2 separate regions of the Macaca mulatta genome follow, and region 2 is linked to region 1. A link is a contact called in public Hi-C data. All regions are on one chromosome and are shown on one strand. The core of a region is the stretch at or near the end of the contact, and the rest is flanking DNA. Distances in the headings are between cores, read along the strand shown. Region 1 has its middle 16 kb from the start of TMSB4X. Region 2 has its middle 51 kb from the start of FAM9C.

The links. A called contact is a pair of places that touch in the nucleus more often than the background predicts.
Region 2: a contact with region 1 is called in a Hi-C map of CD4 T cells, with 4 times the contacts expected there. The contact joins two enhancer-like sites. A contact is called at or near these places in 2 of 14 Hi-C or Micro-C datasets (CD4 T cells and blood).

The regions. Positions count from the first base shown.
Region 1 is chrX:12,565,765-12,571,993 of T2T-MMU8v2.0, reverse strand. No RefSeq gene overlaps it. Among named protein-coding and RNA genes, the nearest start is that of TMSB4X, 16 kb to the left of the region's middle. Within about 2 kb of position 3,288, at least 16 of the 40 cell types and tissues checked have an H3K27ac peak or open chromatin away from gene starts, as enhancers often do. A contact at or near this core is called in CD4 T cells and blood, where this site is marked.
Region 2 is chrX:12,702,545-12,708,813 of T2T-MMU8v2.0, reverse strand. No RefSeq gene overlaps it. Among named protein-coding and RNA genes, the nearest start is that of FAM9C, 51 kb to the right of the region's middle. Within about 2 kb of position 3,928, at least 12 of the 40 cell types and tissues checked have an H3K27ac peak or open chromatin away from gene starts, as enhancers often do. A contact at or near this core is called in CD4 T cells and blood, where this site is marked.

The DNA of each region.
Region 1 (6,229 bases), core at 2,039-4,538:
TATTGAAGGACCCAGAAACAATGTCAGCACTTATGCCTACTCACAGGTAACTTACCTGTCATCTGAGCAACATGACAGTATACACAGTGCACCCTGCTTCCAAAGGAGAAAATTTTTAAAAAATAAAACATGGCAAAAATCATTCAGAAAATGGCATTTGTTTCTCACAAAGGAGATTCACAATAACTTCCCGCTCCCCAAGAGGATCTTTTCTTGTTGAACACTAGTGAATGGGGTTGTTGATGACCTCTACAAAGGAGATTAAAAAACAGTGGGGGAGGGGGTTGGGCAAGGTTGTTCACACCTGTAATCCCAGCACTTTGGGAGGCTGAGGCAGGAGGATCACTTGAGCTCAGGAGTTCAAGACCAGCCTGGGCAACATGGAAAAACCCTGTCTCTACAAAAAATACAAAAATTAGCTGGGCATTTTAGTACATGCCTGTAGTCCCAGCTACTTGGGAGGCTGAGATGGAAGGATGGCTTGAGCACGTGAGGTCAAGGCTGCAGTGAGCTGTAGCCTTGGCACCACTGCACTCCAGCCTGGGTGACAGAGCAGGACCCTGTTGAAAGAAAGAAAGAAAGAAAGAAAGAAAGAAAGAAAGAAAGAAAGAAAGAAAGAAAGAAAGAAAGAAAGAGAGAGAAAGAGAGAAAGAAAGAGAGAAAGAGAGAAAGAGAGAGAAAGAGAGAGAAAGAGAAAGAAAGAAGAAAGAAAAAAGCAAGCAAGCAAGCAAGCAAGCAAACAGGGTCTGATGGCTCAACCTGCTTGCCGAGCATGGCAGGATCTAATTGTGTCTCAGAGAGTTGGAGATGCCCTTCCACCACACCCTACAGCAGTGTTTATAGGCCCAAAGGGTCTTCAACTAGCCTGGCACCCAGTAGGTGTTTGATAGATTACCCTCTGTTAGTTGAGGTGACTACTTTCCTCCTATCCCACTGGGGAAAGTGGCCTGAGCACTTTAGGGGATCCCTGGACAAGTAGAACAACCACAAGGATCATTTATCTAGTGCTTGCCAGAGCCAGGCACTGCCCTAAGCGCCTCTTCATTCTCCCAGTGACATTGTGGGGTAGGTAGAGTGAACACCCCATTTTACAGAGAAAGAAACTGGAGCTCAGAGAAGTACCATGGCCAAGGTTGCTCAGCTAGTAAGACCAATCATTGAATATGACAGTTTTAAGTTTTATTTTTCAGCATTTTATTTACATTTTCTACCCTCAAGCAGGAGGCAGCAGTGAGGAGATGGTGAGATCTCAGATGCTGCAGAAACGGTTAAATTGGCCGTTGACTAGGTCAATCAAAAAGTATATATATATCCGTGTGTATGTATATATACATATATATGTACACACAAACACACATATATATACACAATATACATATACAGTATAAGACTATATATATATACACACATCTATATACATACACAGTATAAGACTATGTGTGTATGTGCATATATATGTGTGTATACACACACACACACACATACACATAGTCATGTACTGCATAATGACATATCAGTGATCCCATAAAACAATACTGTATTTTTTGCTGTACCTTTTCTAATTTTAGATACACAAATACTTAGCATTGTGTTACAGTTGCCTACAGTATTTAGTGCAGTCACATGCTGTACAGGTTTGGCACCTAGGAACAATGGGCTGTACCATATAACCTAGGTATGTAGTAGGCTGTACCATCTAGGTTTGTGTAAGTACACTCTGTGACCTTTGCACAATGAGGAAATCGCCTAGAACATATCCCCATTGTTAAGCGATGCATGACTATATATATATATTTATTTATTTTGTTTGTTTGTTTGGATGAGAAACACACTAACATTTGTAGTGATAAACATTTTTTATTGCTTTATTGCACCCTCTCAGTAAACCCCATGAATTTAGTCTAAGGATGCTCATTTTACAGATGGATAAACTGAGGCTCCAGAGATCACAGTTGGCAAGTGGCTGAGCTGGGACGGTATCCAGCTCTATCTAGTTCCAAAGTCTGGTCTCTAAGGCCCTCCTCACTGAGCCAAGAACAACATGAGAAGATGCCCCTGTATGGTAGGCTTTCAAATGCAAATCAAACAATGAGGACCTCTCTGCTCCTTTCAGACTGACAAAAATGAAAAGGTTGAGTAATGGCTCCGGTTGGCCAGAATGCAGGGAAAGGAAAGTGAAAGCTGTTATATGCTCTTGTTGGAAGGGTCAATTCGTAGGGACTTTTCAGAGGCACCGGTGGCTGTCACAATTAAAACAGTATTTCCAATTGAACCCAGCATTTCTAGTTTAAGTCCAGTGACAGGACTCTTATTCTACAGCCATACTAACACACTTAACATATACATATACATACACATGCACAAACATCTAGATCTTTCCCCCATAGCACTGTAGATAAGAGCAAAAGCTACAATCAATCTAAGCGTATATTAATTGGGAGATTAATTAAATACATGATAGAGTACCCAAACAATGGAAAACTATGCAGCTGTTAGAAAAAGATTGAGGCAGATTTGTTCATGATATGCTGTGGAAGGATGTCCAAACAATGCTCTTATTTTTTCCTTGCTCTGTCACCCAGGCTGCAGTGCAGTGGCGTGATCTCGGCTCACTACAACCTCCGCCTCCCGGGTTCAAACAATTCTCCTGCCTCAGCCTCCCGAGTAGCTGGGATTACAGGCACCCACCACCACATCAGGCTACCTTTTGTATTTAGTAGAGGTGGGGTTTCACCATGTTGGCCAGGCTGGTCTCCAACTCCTGACCTCGTGATCCACCCACCTCGGCCTCCCAAAGTGCTGGGATTACAGGCGTGAGCCACGGCGCCCAGCCAGAATACTCTTAAGTGGAAAATAAAGAGCCTCATAAATAGTGTCTGATCCCTTCTGTGTAAAAAAAAAAAGTGAGGTGTAGAGAGACCATTTCCAGAAGGGAATTTTAAGAGCTTACCTCTGGGGAAAGGAAATGGAGAATCCTTTACCATTTACATTTTTACCAGAAGCATGCATTACTTTTATATTTTAAATATTTAAAATATTATTGATGTTTTACTTTCATCTTTTATACATTTAACATTTTTGTGTGTGTATTTTCTTGTTCAAGAAACTTGTCACAGAATCAACAACAGGCAGTTGAGTATGCCTTTGAAAGAAACAGAATGTGACCCTGGGCTTGGGGTTTCTTTAGTAAGAAAACACCTTTGAAAGGAAGTGAAACGCACCACCAAGCACCAAGACAGAGGGAGGGGGACTTCCTGCTTATCTGCAAGGGAAGGAACTCATGTTCTTAAAGGGGCAGGAGGAAAGTTATTTTCAAGTCGACTGCTGTCATAACCCTAGATCAAGCTAACTGCAGACCAATCTGCAGTAGGCCCCGTTCTAGAATGCAAGTGTAGTCAGCCAGCCCACCATAGGCCCAGTTGAGAATTATCCTCACTTACAGTGGCTGTGCTTTGGATGTTTTCCTTGTAGAATGTGACCACAACATTACATTTTGGTGAAGTGAATCATATTTTCAGTGAGGTAGGGAAGTTGCTCGTAGGATCATATAATGATATGTATGTGCACTGAAAATTCAGGTATGGTGTTTCTCTAAGTAGAAGCACGTGTGGCCAGATTGAACCACTATAAAAATGTACATTTGTACAGGTACTTGGTTTCTTAATTTTGCCATTATTTTGCATCTACTAGCTCACCCTTGCCTCCCAAAAGCCGTGTGAGGGTATGAGAGAGCAGCTGGCATCCCATCCATAAGTGAAGACATGAAACACACAGTAAGGGACTTCCCCAGGGTCTCTGAGCCCCTAGCAAGACCAGAAAGGGTCCTCAAGCCTAGCAGGTTGGCTTCTGGCCTGGTGCCCCGGCAGGGGAGGAGCTGTGGTTTCCTGTGGTTTCATCATCCGTCTGTCTGACCGTTTATGTGGAAGTAACTTTCCACTAGCTTCTCCTAGGCCTCCCTCAAGAGTGAAGTGCCAATGGGGCCCTGAAAGGGGGCTCTGCGAGGGAGGATCCACATGGGTAGTGGTTGGGGGATGCTTGGGAAAATAGGCGACACTGGTGAGGGCAGGGGTGACATCCTACCTCCCCTCTCAGCCTCTCATCTGTGCCCACACTCACCTGCCTTATAGCATGGGAGGCGTCTGCCAACTGCCCAATTCCTACTAGTTATTGGATAATCACTTCCACAGAAGCAGAGCAGAAAAGCCTCACATACCTGCTCTACTTTCACCGAGGTGACTGCCACTAGTGGCATGGCTTCTGCTGCCCCTGGTGCAGGAGGATTGGATGGGCTTGGCCCTGGCTTGTGGTTCCCTGAGAGGGCCACGCGGGGCTCAGGGAGATAACAGGGGACATCTGTGTTCTCTCCCGCTTCCTGCCATCACACCCTGAGGGAGGGTTGCCAGATTTAGCCAATAAAAATGGAAGATGCCCTCAAATTTAAATGGGAATTTCAGATAAATAACAAATAGCTTTTTACTATGAATATGTGCCATGCAATATTTGAGACCATATAAATTATTTTATTTCTGTGAAATTCCAATTTAACTGGGCATCCTGTATTTTATCTGACAAGACTACCCTGAGGGGTCAAACTTAGGCCCTCTCACAGGCACATTACTACTTTAGCTGTCTCTCTCTCTCTCTTTTTTTTTTTTTTTTTTGAGACGGAGTCTCACTCTGTTGCCCAGGCTGGAGTACAGTGGCGTGATCTCAGCACACTGCAACTGCCGTCTCCCAGGTTCAAGCAATTCTCGTGCCTCACCCTCCCGAGTAGCTGGGATTACAGGTGCACGCCACCACGCCCAGCCAATTTTTGTATTTTTAGTAGAGATGGAGTTTCACCATTTGGCATGGTTGATTTCGAACTCCTGACCTCAAGTCATCAGCCCACCTCAGCTTCCCAAAGTGCTGGGATTACAGGCGGGAGCCACTGCGACCGGCCTCTTTATCCAAATTCTCCCAAACAGAGACACACACACACACACACACACACCCTCAGCAGGTCTCAGGCCTCTAAGTTCTCCTCTTAGGGGCTCCTGTCAGCCCTGCCCCAGCTGGGTCCTCCGCCCTAGGGGAGAGAGAATGGGAGGGGTGAGGAGGGGGTGAGAGGAAGTAGGGGAGACAGAGGAAGAAGAAAGTTTCAGAAGAGAGTAGCCTAGGCAGAGGTGGCTGAGAGCTCAACCCAGTGGAGATGTGGACTCTAAGAACAGATGGGAGCCACCAACATGATAAAGTGGCCTGCAAGGCTCGGAGCTGGCCCGCCCAGCAAGAAGCCCATGTTTAGTCAAGGTGGGGCCTGTGTTCACTCAAGGTGGGCGTGTGTTCAGACAAGCAAGCAAAAGCAAGCCTCCGTCTGAACTCCCTGAGGCCCCGCGGGGCCTTGCTAGGGCACCCTCCCCTGTGGAGGCTGGCTTCAGCCCTGTCTTCTCCCCATGGCCACCCAAAAGCAGGATTCAGAGCCAGGAGCAATGTGGAGCCAGCTCCTGGGGATGCAGAAAGTGCCAGTACTCCCACCCTCCGTACTCCTCGAGGTCTCATTCTGCAGAGAATTCCCGAGAGCTCACTAAGTGCTAACACGACATTTCGGACTCTTTATGATCAACCTGACTGAGGTTTAATTGACATAAAATTCATCTTGAATGTACCTCTATGAGTGTTAGACAACCATGTGCACGCGCATAACCACCCTCCCCATCATGATTCAGATCACCAACACCCTGGAAAGTTTCCTGTCATTGTAGAGACTTCAATGGTGGCCCACTGTGTGAAGCTTCTTTGCCACCCTGAGGCAAAATGCAGTCCTCACCCCGCCAACCCTGCCTTGGAAGGTCTTCTGCAGTGACATTTGTCCCACTTGCTGCCACTTGTGTGTTCTCTTTTTATTTTTATTTATTTAGAGATGGAGTCTCTCTCTGTTGCCCAGCCTGGAGTGCAGTGGCACAATCCCAGCTCACTGCAACCCCTCCCTCCTAGGTTCAAGTGATTCTCTACCTCAGCCTCCCGAGTAGCTGGGACTACAGGACCACACCCAGCTAATTTTTGTAGTTTTAGTGGTGACAGGGTTTCACCATGTTGGCCATGCTGGTCTCGAACTCCTGATCTCTGGTGATCCACCCGCCTCGGCCTCCCAAAGTGCTGGGATTACAGGTGTGAGCCACTGTGTCTAGCCCCACTTGTGTGTTCTCTGTCTTCTCTCCCCATCAGGCTGGATCTCCTCAGTGGTTGGCCC
Region 2 (6,269 bases), core at 2,679-5,178, 140 kb before region 1:
CAACATAAATGAATCTCAAAAGCGTCATGCTGTGAAAACAGTGAGAGACAAAAGGCCATGTTTTATATGATTCCATTAATACAACATTCTGGAAAAAACAAAACTATAGGTACACAAAACAGATCAGTAGTTTCCAGGAACTGGGGATTGGTGGGAGGAGACTGACTTCAAAGAAGCAAAGTGGAACTTTATGGGGTGATATAAATACTCAATATCTTGTTGTGGTGGTAGTTACATCTCTACATTTGTTTCACAAAACTCATAGAATCGTATTCATAAAAGGGTTAAATTACACCATAGGTAAATTTTATATCATTAAATCGGACATTAACAAAAACAACAACAACAAAAAGTCTATGATAGAGTCTGTGGGCCCACAAAAACATTTGTGGTAATATATTCACCATTTCCCAAATTGAAACTTACTTGTGCTAGTGGAACTAAAATAAGAAATAAGTGATTCCATAAAAAATATGTGGAGGAGGACGGGCGTGGTGGCTCACGCCTGTAATCCCAACACTTTGGGAGGCTGAGGCAGGTGGATCACAAGGTCAGGAGTTCAAGATCAGCCTGGCCAAGATGGTGAAACCCCGTCTCTACTAAACACACACACACACACACACACACACACACACACACACACACACACAAAAAAGCCGGGCGTGGTAGTGGATTCCTGTAATCCCAGCTACTCGGAAGGCGGAGGCAGAGAATTGCTTATATCTGGGAGGCGGAGGATGCAGTGAGCCGAGATTGCACCACTGCACTCCAGCCTGGGAGACAGAGTGAAACTCCATCTCAAAAAAAAAAATATGCGGAGGAGAGAACTAAATCCTCCACTATGATGGAGGCTTCTGAGGTTCATGATACGGGGTTTCAGTGGCAGATACATTGACTTCCTAATAAGGAAGCCTCTGCCAGTCCTTGGTCATTTCTCCCTAAGCAATCCAGTGTGCTCTTTAGAATAAGAGAGAAATTAACTCCAAATCATGACAGATCTAGTAAGTTACATATTAAAACAACTCATATGGAAGTTGAACTGCAGGAAAGCAATGTGGAAAATGTAGGGCTAATTCCCATTGCATTGTTTACCAGCCCCACTGAGAAAGCCAAATTCTGCTCTGAAAACAGTTTCAGGACAAGTACATGTGATAGTCTCTCAAAAAATGGCAAAGAAGATCAAGTAGAAAGTGTTTTGTTTTTGTTCAGAAAATGACTATCAACACAACAGGAGAGCAGTGGAAAAAATATAAATGTTTAAAAACAAACCAAAAAAAAAAAGAAAAGAAAGGGAAAGATATTGAATCACCCCATTGTTTTGATTTCCTTGTGCCAACGACAAAACCTGAGTGATTGACATTTCTTATTTGCTGACTTGATCAGACTATTTGATATCACACAGACATGGCAATTTTTCCCATGGCAATCCCAGGGTGTCATCTCAGATTCTGTAAGAAAGGACCAAGGAATGTATAATTGTACCAAGCTGCCATTTAATTAGACTCTAGATGCACCTCACAGACAGTGGTCAAAGTTTGAGATAGCAGAAGGGTTGGGACTTTAGGTAACCTGAAAATAAGCACTGTGTATCATTAGAAAAATTGTATGAAATGCCTATTTTGGTGAAAGGAATTTTATTTGTGATGAGTAATGGCTGTTGTAAAATATACCTTGTAGAGAAACAAGCTTGGACATTTCTGTTCTTCCCTTTAGCATACCAGCCTTCAGTGTTGTGACACCATAGGGTCTTAAAATACTTGTCCCGGTTTATTCGCTTTTGCAATGCTGGTCAGGATTTTGTAGAATTCAGTGGCACTCCAGTGGGGAGCAGCTGGGACTCGGGAATTCATTCTGGAAGGGAGCTGGCAGCTGGGAAGACCGGGCAGTTCTCTTTGTGCCCAGGCCTTAGGAGAGCTGTGCATTTGGCAGGGGAATGAGACTTCCTTGGATACTCAGAAAGGACACCACAGAAAGATCTGATTTTGCTCATTCTACATATTCCACACGCTTTTCACTGCTTGCAATTGTCATTTCAATCAGGATTTCATTATAGGGGAAATTTTCCTCTTAAAATATTTGCTTTCATAGGAATTCTGTCTGTGTCAGCACTGTGGTCAACCCCCATGTCAGGAAAGTCCAGTTTTAAAGATACAGGTTGGTGTGAATGCATATAAAATGATATGAGAGTGTATTTATGCAGATGTGAGTTTGCTGGATTCTTCGTACCTCGTGACCCTCTAACTTTCTGTACTGCTGATTCAATTAACCATGCCTGTGGCACAGGAAAGAGACACTCTACTCTTTAAAAAGTTAATACAATGAACGGATTTGGGAAAATAAGTGAAGAAACATTGTAACTGCTTCATTTCTTTCTTTAAAAAAACCTTTTTTTTCTCATATCCAAATCAAAAATAGTGATACTAACTTCTATTAAGTTAAACAGATGCCTTCTCCACGGCCCAGCAATTTTACAAAAGTACATAGCCAGGAGGAGTGAAAGTGCAGGTCCATAAAATACACCAGTATTCATAGCAGCTTTATTCACAGTATGCCTAATCTGGAAATGATCCAAATGTCCATCAATAGAAGAAAGGATAAACAAATTATGGCATATTCTTACAATGGAATAATACACAGCAAATTTAAAAAAGAAAGAATAAACTGATACTCACAATTACCTGGATAAATCTCAGAAACATTATGTTAAGAGAAAGAAGCCAGACGCAAGAGTACATTCTGTACAATTTTGTTTATATGAAGTTCACAAACAAGCAAACCTAGTTTATGGGAGTAGAAGCAGAATAGTGGTTCACTGGAGTGTGAGGGGCATGGGGGTTAATTGACTGGGAAAAGGGAACAAGGGAGCTTTCTGGAGTGATGGAAAGAGATAGATGTTTGTGTGGTCAGTGGTTTCCAGGAGGTATATTTAGGTAAAAATTCATTAAGCTATACACTTAAGATGTGTGCATGTTACTGTATGTAAATTATACCTCCATTGAAAAACAAAACACGGATAATGATAGTTGTTGCAGGGCTTACAGCATGCATGCGATTACTGTTAATAAGCATCAGATTTGGCTTTGTGCTTTTTGGCCACCCGTCAATAAAGAGACCTAAGTAATATTTCTCATAGTCAGGATGGAGGAAGCACACATTAATCATTGATTGTTTCCTGTGTGCCTGATACTGTGTGCTGGAGGCCTTGGGAGACTTCATAATAAATCAGATCAGGCTCCTGCTCCCCTGCTCTAATGTACATGCAGTACCTTCTATACTAGGCTGTGACAAACACTAGACTGTGTTTGAGTGTGATTGTGAATGTTTGAGTCATAGTTTAGTACAGAAGTTACTGCATGTACATTGGTGACAAAAATTCAAGGTAGAAAGTGACAGGTGACTCAAACAGGTTTGAACCAAGCACTAGTGATGTCATATGCTTTGCCCGACATTCAGTTGAAATTGTTGACTGATAGAGGCCGATGAGGGGGCAGGTGCCATGTTTTCACAGGAAAGGGTGCTTAAAGGGTGGGGTGGGAAAGGTAAGTGTATCAAGGAAAGTGCAAAGGAAATTTCCATTCCCCTTTTTCTGGCTTTGCCTGCATGGAAGAGTTTGCCCCTCAGCCTCAGAAGATCCATCTGGGGGCACCAGGAGTATCAGGGTAGATTAGTCTCCTATGGTTGCAGTAACAAATGACCACCAACTTGGTGGCTTAAGACAACAGTTTATTCTCTCACAGTTCTGGAGGCCAAATTTTGAAATCGGTCTCGCTAGGCCCAAATAAAGGTGTGGGCAGGGCCATGTTCCCCCAGGAAGCTCTAGGGGAGCATCTGATTCTTCCCTTTTCCAGCTTCTAGTGGCCATCCATATTCCTTGGCTTATGGCCTCATCACCCCAATTTCTGCTGTTGTTACATCGCCTTTTCCATGTGCATGTAGATCTCCCTCTGCCTCCTTCTCTCAAGAATACGTGTGATTACATTTAGGACCCACTCAGATGATATGGGATAATCTCCCCATCTCAAGATTCTTCACTTAATCACATCTGCAAAGACCACCTTTTTTCATAGAAGGCTACCAGGATCAGGATCTGCTATCTTTAGAAGCCATTATTCAGCCTGCTACACAGAGCCAGTGCCGCCCCCACCGCCCTGCCACTGCCCACCGCCCACCTTGGTCCTGATACCTGCAAATTGAGGCAAACACTGACCTCTCTCTGTCAGAAAGAAACATGCAGTAATTAAAACCCGTGCTCATAGTCCCGCCTTCTCTCTTTCACCTTCTGCATAGTTGTATGGGTTGCCAGCTTCCTGGTTGCAGAATGACTCTTTGAAGAAGCCCCAGATGGAGCTTCCTCAGAGCTGTGGGTGGAATGTGCCCAACCAAGACTTGAGGGCAGGGTTTCTCACCGCAGCACTTTGTGGCAGGAGCTGTGCTGTATGTTGTAGGATATTTAACAGCATCCCTGGCCTCTACCCACTAGATGCCAGTAGCACCCTCGCCTCCCCAACCCAGCTGTGGCAACTTAAAATTTCTCCACACATTGCCAAACACCTCCTGGAGGGCCAAATGGCCCCCAGATGAATCCCACTGCTCTACAGAGTGAAGTGGGGCCTCTCTGGCCCCTGGCAGTGGGGGGTGGCGGGGGGGGGCAGGTGCTGGGCTGCCTTGTCACCCTTCTCTTTCCTAGGTCTCTTGAGTTTTGAGAACATGGGAGGACCATGTTGCTGGGTCTCTAGTCTAGCCCCTTTGTCCTCAGTCTTGCTCGGGAGGGGCTTCTAGAGCTGGGTTTCCCAAGACTAGGAATAACTGGGGCCCTGAATGAAGGGCTCAACTGGTGGATCCCAGGATCCCCTCTGACCAGACAGTTCTGGACCTGAGACAAGCTGAATGACCTCTCAGTTTTCTTTCCTTAGGGTCCTGAGAGGCAGTGGAAGTTGGTGTCTTGGACTCTGGGGTCCCTGGGGGCATTCTACACTACTTACAGCCTCTGTTCTTGGTAGTAAACCTAAGAAAACATTTCAGTGAAGTAGAGCAAAGAGGCTAAGAGTGAGGGGCTTTGGCAGCTGACTGTTCAGAATGGATTCTTAGTTCTACTCCTTATAAGCTCGGGCATCTGGGGAAGTTACATGATCTGCCTCAGTTTCTTCACTGTAAAATGTGGATGGAATTGAATCTCCTTCATAGGATTGTGGTGAGAATGAAATGGATGATACATATCAAGTGGTCAATAGTCACTTAAAATGAGAATAAGTTCTATCATATTTGTGTCTTATCTCTCTGTAAGACTTGATCATCCTCTTCAAGCAACCCCTAAGAAAATACTTTAAAGGGTGCATTTAGTTCTTGGCATCTCTGAGAAATGGATCTCTCCTACACATACATTACAGATAAAATACAATCATCCATATGACATTCTGTGTTCTTCAATATCCCCGTAATCTCATAAGCCTCTCCTGGTCAGTACTGCACAGGCCGAAACTAGACTTGGTTTTCTACATACTTTCCTGTAAGTGGTATAAAGCCAGAAGCTACAATTAAAGCTTGTTTTAAAAAAATAAAAGTAAAAACGAAGTTTTCTACACTGGCTCCTTTCTTTGCTTTGAAGCTAGACTGTAAGTTCACAGGTAGCCTCAAACGCTTAAAGATAAGGCTTCCTTTATAACAAGGAAAGAGAGAGACAAATCCCAAAGGCTTGCTTTTCACACACATATATTATAAATTTAGTTGGATGAAGCAAGATTACAGCCAAATATGGGCAGAACATGCAGAGAAACCTTAACTGTTATTGGCTCTTAACTTTGCCCCAAAAGAAGAACATTGTGGTTTAAACATCGCCGTCCCAGGAAGTCTTGAAATCAACTGAAGGGTTTTTCAAATTTGCTCTTCATCATTTAAACCAGACCCAAGCCCACTCTCATTGGTTGCTGGAGGAGCCGAGCCTGAAGTCTGTGCTGACATTTTCAACCCTCGTTTGACAGGATAATTAGAGGAGAAGCCGCACCCTGGTGTCGGTGACATTTGAGTCTCAAGAGCTTCCAATCCCAGTGTTGGATTGAATTTCAGTTTTCTTTCTTGCCACGCTGCCAATTTGTACTGCTGTAAACTGACCAGCTTACACACTGAAAAGCAAACCACAGTTCAGCTGGTTTTAAAAGACCCATTGAAAGCCCAGTGCTTGTAAAATGATGTGTACGGGTAGCTTCAGCTGGCCCCTCTGAGAGATGGCCTGAGATGATAAAATGCTTTGCAACTTAAATTTCCACCAAGTG